Linked DNA regions of Mus musculus: region 2 is linked to region 1. The links are chromatin contacts, called in public promoter capture Hi-C maps. All regions are on one chromosome and are shown on one strand. The core of a region is the stretch at or near the end of the contact, and the rest is flanking DNA. Distances in the headings are between cores, read along the strand shown.

Region 1 (4,503 bases), core at 1,099-3,598:
GAGTTTCATTGGTCCAGGGGGGCGCTCACTGACTTCCCCCTGGAGTGGAAAGAATCTCAAACACTTTCGGGCGCTGTGTATCTTTATCTCAAACCGAGCAAATGAGCTAATAGTTCATCCACACCAGGGAGTACAAGCAACAGACAGGAGCAGTGCAGTGTGGGTAAAGAGCTGAGCAGTGAAGATGCATTTGCTACAGCTGAAGGCAGACTCAGACCGGAAACAACGGCCCAGTATGGCCAGGATATTCGGCAATTTGCTGGAGGGACTGTTAAACACAGGGCAGGTCCTTAGACTGTGGTACCAAGCTCCCGAGGGCCACAGAGTCCTGTCTCTCAGGTTCCCTTTGCCTCCAGCTACTCTGGGTCCCACCTGGGCATTCACGGGGACACTGACACTCGGGAGGACAGGGAGAGGAGCCAGGAGCAGAGGGTGGACTTTTAAATACCCTTGCTTGTTTCTACCATAATTTTCGATATACTTTGGGTGTTGAATTGCTATAGCTCACAAGTTCACTTGGGAGGGCTCATTACACCACCCTGTGGGAAAGAGCAATGAGCAAGCATCGTTCAAAGCCCCAGGCACTGGTGGGGTGAGAACAACTTTGCTGGCTGGGGCAGATTCCCCCCACTTACTCTGCACCTCCTCCCACCTGCAGGGGCTAGACCTTCATTTATTCCATCACAAATGAAGGAGAAAGGATTACAGGGAAACGCGACCCTGTGGAGTTAAGGACAGAGAATTTTAAAACTAATTTGGGAACTAGGTGCCTGGGTGTCCTGGAGACTGGCTTTTGCAGAGAGTTAGGGAGGTTGGATCATCACGGCTCTGGGAATGGGCCAGCACACGGTGAAGAATCTGGGCGCCGGAGACTGAGATGGCCAGAGATCACAAACTGAGGTCACATGGGTCAGGGAGGGGAGAACCTACAGGGTGGACCCACACTGAGGAAGGGGTTCCGCTGGCTGCGGGTGGAGCTGAGGGCGGAAACTCCGCCTGAGCAGGGGGGGGGCTGGAAGAACTTTCACCTCCTTGCCTGCCACAACATTAAGATGAATTGGTATTCCGTCAGATGTCAGATACAGACCCCCCAAATGTAAACCACTTCGACAGCTTCTCATTAGCCAACACTCTCATCCCTAGGATTGGCAACCGGCCTAGGAATTAGATGCCAAAAGGAGCCGAAGTATTTCGGGGGCAGGGGTGGCACTGAGTGCCTGCCTGTGGAACCCGTGGGCACTGCAGAGCCATGTCAGGATCGGAGACTGTGGCCACCCCGCTGCCCCCCAAACCCAGAACGCGGAGAGAAGCTCTGCTCTGTGTGCCTGCACCGCTCACTATCCATTCATTCTAATATATATATATTCTCTCTCTCTCTCTCTCTCTCTCTCTCTCTCTCTCTCTCTCTCTCTCTCTCTCTCTCTCTCTCTCTCTCTCTCTCTCTCCTTCTCCCTCCCTCTCTGTGAGGCCCTGACAGGTGCCAGGGGAGCGGATCCACTGCCCCCACCTCCATGCCCCCAGCATCCCCATGAGCACTGCAAATACGCAGGATCGGGTCTCCTGTGCCCTGTCCACCCTGACGTCCCTGGGTGCCCGCAGCACACCTCTCCCCTCCAGGCCATGGTGCAGCGCATCGGCCTTCTACTGCGTCAGGCTGGGAGGAGGGACCGGGTTTACGCGAACCAGACCCGGTCGCGTGGGTCGGAGCCGGGTCGCAGCTAGGGTGCGTGGGTCGGGGCTGGGTCGCTGCTCTAGGGTGTGTGGGTCGCGTGGGTCGGGGTTAGGGATTCCAGATGGGGCTGAGTCGCAGCTGAGTTGCAGCTGGGATGCATGGGCAAGGCTGGGTGAGTGGATTGGGGCTGGGGACTTGAGGCGGGGCTGGGTCGCGTGGGTCAGGGTTGGGTCACAGCTGGGTTGCCGTTGGGATGCGTGGGGGCACGGCTGGGGCGGGAAGGTCGCGGCTGGGGACTCGGGGCGGGGTGCCCCGGGCTGATGTGCGGAGGGACGACGGGATGGGGTCGGGCTCTGCGCTGCCTCCCCAGCTCTGACTGCGCCCGGACGTGGACCCAGGACCCCAAGGCGGACGGCGCGGGCCGCGGGACTCACCTGGCGCAGCGGCCGTGGCGGGGCAGCCCGGAGGGGCGAGGGCGCGGCCACTGGGTCCCGCGTTGCCGTCGGCCCCGCGCTCCGCCCGCCGCCCAGTTGCTCAATGCCTTCTCGGCCGCCAGCGCCCCGCCCGGTGCATTGGTGCTGGGGCGGCCCGCGCGGGCCCCGCAGTGCGCCGCCCGGGCTCTGCGCCCCGCGCCCGGAGAGGGGCCGGTCCCCGGCTCGCACGAGGGAGGGAATCCCCCGGCGCCACCCCCGGCCGGCCCCCCTGCCCGATCCGTAAGAAAAAACGGACTGGAGCGCCGGGCCCGGGACTCCGTAGCCCCCTCCCGCACACCAGGACTAGGGACGCGCCGTCTGCTGTATGGCGAACGCTGCGAGCTCACGTTCCCTTTCTCCGACCCGCACCCGCTTTTCTTGGGTTAGGAGCAGGGACCCAGGATGCTTGCTAAGGCCCATGCCCTCCATCAGAATCTTGGAAAGGGGGGCAGGTACAGAATGGCTGTAATGGCCCAGCCACACCCTTCTTTCCTTCAGGATCAAACCTTCAGAGCATCTGACCAGTTTCGAAGACCCGGGGAAGGAAAGTTTTTTATCACCTCCTCGCACTGGAATCAGTGTGGGCCATCCTACAATACACCCCCCAGTCCACTCCCTGCTCCCTCATCCGTCGCCTGTGTGGCCAGGAGTAAGTTACTTAACTTCTCTGAGCCTCCCGGTTTTCATCTGTTTTGAGGGTTTCGTGAAATGAACGATGCCCAATTCCGGACAGGAACTCGAAAAATGTTTGTGAGATAACAAAGTAGGAAAGGGAGGGTTCCAGACACCTGCAACGACCTAGGAGAGGTTGAATTAAACCTGCAGGGAAGGAGGGAGCCACACGCCTGCCTGAGGGTGGCAAACAGCTGAGTTCCACCCTCTCTTTAGACTGGATGGAGAGAACCTCAAACTGCAGTCTGCCCAGTTCCAGCGGAGAGGATGGGCTGGCTAGGGGGGTGGGGGCGAGTAATGAAGACAGGCTGTGGAATCTCCTTAGTGGAGGAGGGAGCCCTGACAGTCGAGCCAAGGGCACGGGGTCGCTGGGAGTGATGGGAGATGGTGGTGATGCCAAGGATCGAGTGGCCCCTAGGGTGTCCCGATGGTCAAATGACCAGGGAGGAGCAGCAGGGTGTCTAGCCTGAGGAAGTGGAGGCTCCCCAAATGCCCAGAGTCTGGGCTCATGCTCAGAAGCCTCCCCAAGTTCATAGAAGCTGGTCCGGGACCCTGGAGCCCCTCCCAGAGGCCCTTCCCTCTCACGCTGCCCCAGCCTCCTGTGTCCGATCAGCCCTTGGCTAACGCTCTGCACCTAATCAAACAGCCTTAAATGCCGAAAACGCAATGTTTATTTTATTTTATTTTTTTACACACTTGCATAACTCCCTGACCAGCCACGCCAGGCGTCGGGCTTTTGTTTGGCTTTATTTTGTTGCAGAGAGAGAGGGAGAGGGAGAGAGAGAGAGAGAGAGAGAGAGAGAGAGAGAGAGAGAGAGAGAGAGAGAGAGAGAGAGACTCAGCATTGGCCCCTAGAAGGCGAAGCTGTCAGTGTTGGGCATGGGCTCAGGTTTCTCGCCTGAGGAAGTCTGTGGGAGTTGAGCAGTCTGGTTGTGTTGTTCAGGGATGGGTGAGAAAGGGAGGAAGGCCCCTGGGTGGGAGGAGATGGGGGTTAGAGCATGTGACCCAATGGAGGCATAGGGAAGAGATTTTTCCTGTGCATTTAATATATTCCGGACACTGATTTGCAAATGTATAATCTATGGCCTAATTTTCCCAACCACAGATTTTTCTCTTTCCTTTTTCCTCCCCCTTCCCCTCTCTTTTACGTTTATTTATTTATTTATTTATTTAGTGTGTGGAGGGGTGCCCACAGGCTGGTGGAGGCCAGATACCATACGGTTCCTGAGGATGGAACTCAGGTGCTCAGTCTTGGCAGCAAGCCCCTTTGCCCGCTGAGCCATCTTGCTGCCTCCTTCTGACCCTTGCACATCCTTGTGAATGCAGAGCCACTGAGATGTCAGGTAAACGGCTCAGAGATTCGCAGCCTATAAAGCAAGCGGCCTATAAAAGGATTTAGAGTTTCCCTGATACGGTTCTGCTGCTTCGACATGGACACCTGTGGCTTCTTCTAGACGCAGCTTCTTCCCCTACACGTCTCAGCTTCAGAATGTCAGCCAGACCTGTGGCTGCCTGCCGTTGGCTGTGTCTGGGCTCCAAACAGACAGGACTTGTATCTTACTCACCCTGCTGATCTCAGCACCACAGACAGACTCGGTGGCTATTTAATGGCCCGGGTTGTCATGGCAGCCAGAATGGTCCATGCCTCTGTGGTTCTGCAGGCTTAGTCAGGTGATGCTCAGATCC
Region 2 (4,594 bases), core at 60-2,559, 980 kb before region 1:
AAATAAATAAATAAATAAAGTGTACAATGATTTAGGAAGACATCTCTGGTCTGCACACACACACACACACACACACACACACACACACACACACACAAAACAAAAAACAAAAAACAAAAAACACAAAAATCCAGGGTGCTAACCCCTTAAATCCTTCTGGGGAAGCCTTGGTTCCCAGGCTCTGTAAAAGACAGCCGTCCTTGGGTCCTTGGGCCGGTCTCTCCGAAGCTTGTGTCCTTCAGTTCACTCTTCGAGGCAGGGACTCTCCTGAGCCAGACTGAATCTGCCACTTGGACCAGACATAAATTTTCTCTGTGTTATGCCACTGAGATTTGGGGGTTAATTTGTTACTGTGGCATGGCCTAGCCTTTCCTGATGAATGTCATCTTCCTGATGTATTTCCCATACCTTCCGTATTTGTGGTCCACATCGCCTGTGCCAAGAGTGGGAGTATAAATTGGTACAGCCATCCCGGGAGACGACATGGCCATATGCATAGATGAGAAGCCCTAAATAAGTGTATTGTCTTTGACTCAGAAATTCCACTTCTAGAGATTTATCCTAGGGAAATAATTGGACAAGTTCAAGAAGTTGTCTGGATAAGGAGGATATTCATCACAGAAAATGGTGAGAAATTGGATCAGCCTAAATAGCCCCCAACAGCAAATTGGTTAAATAAATTGTGATTCTGCTCTACAATGGAATAGTCGCCGCCGCCTGTGATACATATTTATTGACATGGAGAGAGTCACACTCCATTGCGGTGCAATGTATGCATAATGTGAGCCCATCTTTGTTAAAAAATTTGCATGAAGACAGTCTGGCTGACTGTCAGCAAATGCTTAACAATGGTAATTTCAGAGTGTGGAATTATAGGTGATTTTTACATCGATTGTTTTTTATTTTGCCTCCTCCTACTGATTTTTTTTCTTCAGTGACTTTTTTTTTTTATATGATGTGTACAATTAAAAATGAAACGGGAGGGAAAGAAATGGCTGCCATCTTGGACAAGTGAACCTGCTAAGTTAGATCACATGTCACAGTGCACCTGGCACCCACCAGGTACACCAAACCCAAAGCCATTGTGACCAGTGAACTAGGCACATTAAAGGCTGGTGTGTTCATTAATGAACCCGCCCGTATATTTGCTCATTCAATAAATATGTTCCGAGACCTTCTGTGTACTTGGCCATGTACTGGGGGAAATGGAAACAACGAGAATAAGAAGAGCAAACACTTTGATGTCTTATCGTACCAGAGAGCAACACACCCACCTTATGTCCATTAACTAAGTAGCAGAAATGACCATTTCTGACCTGGCTTTGTAAACCCTCAAACTGAGGCCTAGAGGCCAGGTGACCCACCTTAAGTCACTAGGAGGAGGTCATGTGACCCGCCTGAGGGCGAGGGGGGGGGAGCTGAGCATTCTTTGCTGCTGAATTATATACATCTCTGGAGGAAGATAAAGGCGGGCTCCGCTCCACACCCCCCCCCCCCCGGGTCCTTGCTTATTTCTTAGCTTGGAGGAACTGAGCTAAGCCCCAGCTGGTAGAGAGGCTCAACAGCTGGGCTGGAGCTCTCAGCGCAATCAAAGCATCAGTGAGGTGTTAGCAGACAGCAGAGAGGTTTTAGGCGGAAGCCCTTACCCGAGCAGAGGCTGGAGAGATGACTGTTTTGCCCTGGATCTCAAGTGTCCAGTTCTGCCTGGCTCAGAGAATTCCTAGGTTCCTCTTGGCTCAGTTCATAGATGAGGTGGGGCCCCTGTGGACCGTGCTCACTGTGGCCAGGTGTTAGGTGAAGCATCTTCCTGTCATTCAATCCCAGGGCGATTCTCTGAATTAAACACTATCGCACAGAGTAAGAAACTGAGGCTGGCAGGGGTGGGGGGGTAAAGTGAGGCTGAGGATACGGCTCAGTTGGTAGAGTGCCTATAAGCACAGAGTCTGAAGCCCTGGGTTTGATCTCTAGCACCATGGAAACTTGGGATGATGGTGCAGAACTGTAATCTAAGCACATGGGAGGCAGAGACAGGAGAACAGAAGTTCAAAGCCATCCTTAGCTATAATGTGAGACCCTGTTTTTTTTTTAAAACGTCTTAGGTGAAGTGACTTACTTAGCATCTTACATCTTGTGAAGGAGGAAGCCTAGGTTCAGAGTAGTGTCCTCAGATAGACTTCTAACCACTCCACTAACATCCCTTGGGGGCATCCCTATCCCCAGTTTATCCCCATGGGACTCCTAGAGGTCCCTGGGACCTGGAAGACTGACTTCTGGTTTCGTGCTCAGACTTGTAGTCATTGAGTCTGCAGCTGCCAGGGCCTGGTGGCCCTGCCATGGAACACTGTCCCATTAGAACAAAAGCAAGTGAGAACTAGAGACCTCTAGGATCACAAGGTGACCCACAAGGCTATCCAGGATGGCAGTGACCTAGGAGGATCTGGTGAGGTAGAAGTCCCTGAGAGTAGGAACAGGGGTGCATAAAGGACAGCCCAGCCTTTGGGTTGGCACCCTAGGTTATGGCCTCTGGATCCAACTTTGCTGGCTGTGTGTACCAAAATTCCTTCCTCCAGTTTAATTAATTTGCGAATGTGGATCACAGAACTCAGGGAAACGTGATTCGTGGCTATTGAGTTGTTCAGGTATGTTACACAGTCAGATAGGTCGGGACAGGTATGACTGTGGGGAAGGAGCATGGGACTTTCATACCCTCCCTAGGAGTGTCCCCCTCCAGACATTGCCCTGAGTTCAGCAATCCAGAACACCCAAGACCCTGCCCTTCAGGTTTTAATGGAATCTCCCTTACCCTGGTGTGACTGTGGAAATCGCTGGACATTCTGTACTGAATTCTTACTTTCAGTCCCTCTATTTTTTTCTGGGGAGACAAGGATGAAGGCCATATCTTGTTTTTTTTTCCTGTGGGGGAGAGAGGCCAGCCTTTCCTCCTTCCTGAAGTTATGTAGGGTCATCAGCTGCCAGCCGTCTCAGCATATGTTATGGCCCAAATGCTGGGATCCCCACCCCCACTCCAGTTCATCTGTTGAGATCTACAGCTTAAGACATGGTATTAAAAGGCGGGGCATCCAGGGCAGTGATAAGCATGAGGGCTCTGCCCTCACCCCTGAGGTTAGTACCCGTATACAGGAAGCAGACAGCGCTGCCTGGTCCCTTCTGTTCCTCCAGTCACATGAAGATGCATAGCCACGAGCCACCATCCCTGGAGCCCTTCCAGACATCCAATCTGCCTGCCTCCAGAATTTCACAAAATATAATTCTTTCATGTATAAATTACCCAGTCTAAGGTATTTTGTTATAGCCATCCCAATGAACTAAGACAGTACACAAAAAGACTTGTTATTCCAGAGGTTCAAAATGCTTTAGGAACCGTGGGCCAGAAAATGGGATCCGAGGCCTAATCTAATATAGATTTCACAATCGCACACTTTGCTTATGTGTTTGCTAAAAGTCCCCAGGGAAGCCATCTGATTCTGGAGTTATCTTTTGAGAAGGTTGTTGTTACCTCAGATTCAGCTGGCTAAATAGATACTCTTCTTGAGTGTCTGTGGACTCTTGGCAGGGGATTGGCTCAGTGGGTAAAGGTGCTTCCTGCTTCCTCTACTGACCTGGGTTTGAGTCCCTGGAATCCACATGTAAAGTTGGATGTAGTACTCTATAACCCCAGTGCTCTTTTTGAAAGTTATTTTTTAATTATGTCTGTGTGTATGTGTGTTTGTGTATGGGTCTGTGCTCGTGAGTGCTGGGCCCTGTGCGATCCAGAAGGCAGCAGATTCCCTGGAACCAGAGTTCTAGGCAGTCATGAGCTGCCTGATGTGGATACTGGGAACTGAACTTGAGTTCCTCCTTAAGAGCAGAATGTAAGATGGGAGGCGAGAGCAGGAAAAATGGCCTGGAAGCTGGTGGGCCGGCTAGCCGGCCGGGAGTGTGAAGGGCAGAATAGAGAGATTCTGCCATCCAAGGTGGAAGGAGAGAACTGACTCCTCAGAGTTGTCCTCTGACCTCAAGCATGCGCATGCGTGGTGGTTTGAATGAGACTGGCCACCATAGGCTCATAGATTTGAATGCTTAGCTAGTCAAAGGTTGGGAAAGATTAAGAGGTGTGGTCTTGTTGGAGTATTGGAGGGGGTGTGGTCTTAGAGGAGGTATTATTACAGAGAATGGGCTTTGAAGTTTCAAAAGCCCAGGCCAGCCCAGTCTGTCTGTCTGTCCATCTGTCTGTTCATCCATCTGTCCATTCAGCGCAACCATGTTCCCCACCATGATGATGACGGACTAACTTTCTGAAACTGTGAAACCAGCCTCCAATTAAATGCGGTTTCTTTCTTTTTTTAAGACTTATTTGCCAGGCGGTGGTGGCACACGCCTTTAATCCCAGCACTCGGGAGGTAGAGGCCGGCGGATTTCTGAGTTCGAGGCCAGCCTGGTCTACAGAGTGAGTTCCAGGACAGCCAGGGCTACACAGAGAAACCCTGTCTCGAAAAACCAAAAAACCAAAAAAAAAAAAAAAAAAAAAAAAAAAAAAAAGACTTATTTTTCTGAGCCTGGCATGGTAGTGCACACCTTTAATCCCAGCACTCCG

The links. Promoter capture Hi-C pulls out the DNA fragments that hold promoters and counts their contacts.
Region 2: a contact with region 1 is called in a promoter capture Hi-C map of liver, with 5 times the contacts expected there. The contact joins the enhancer-like site here to the promoter of Rspo1 in region 1. A contact is called at or near these places in 6 of 39 promoter capture datasets (3T3-L1-derived adipocytes, the C10 cell line, embryonic stem cells and 2 more) and 1 of 484 Hi-C or Micro-C datasets (bone marrow-derived macrophages).

Annotation. Positions count from the first base shown.
Region 1 is chr4:124,984,275-124,988,777 of GRCm38.p6, reverse strand. It overlaps Rspo1 (R-spondin 1), which reads right to left and starts at 2,348. Exons shown (of 6, transcript NM_138683.2): 1 at 2,107-2,348. It overlaps Gm12930 (a long non-coding RNA gene), which reads left to right and starts at 1,571. Exons shown (of 3, transcript XR_003955275.1): 1 at 1,571-1,844.
Region 2 is chr4:125,966,791-125,971,384 of GRCm38.p6, reverse strand. No RefSeq gene overlaps it. Among named protein-coding and RNA genes, the nearest start is that of 2610028E06Rik, 47 kb to the right of the region's middle. Within about 2 kb of position 1,309, at least 1 of the 459 cell types and tissues checked has an H3K27ac peak or open chromatin away from gene starts, as enhancers often do.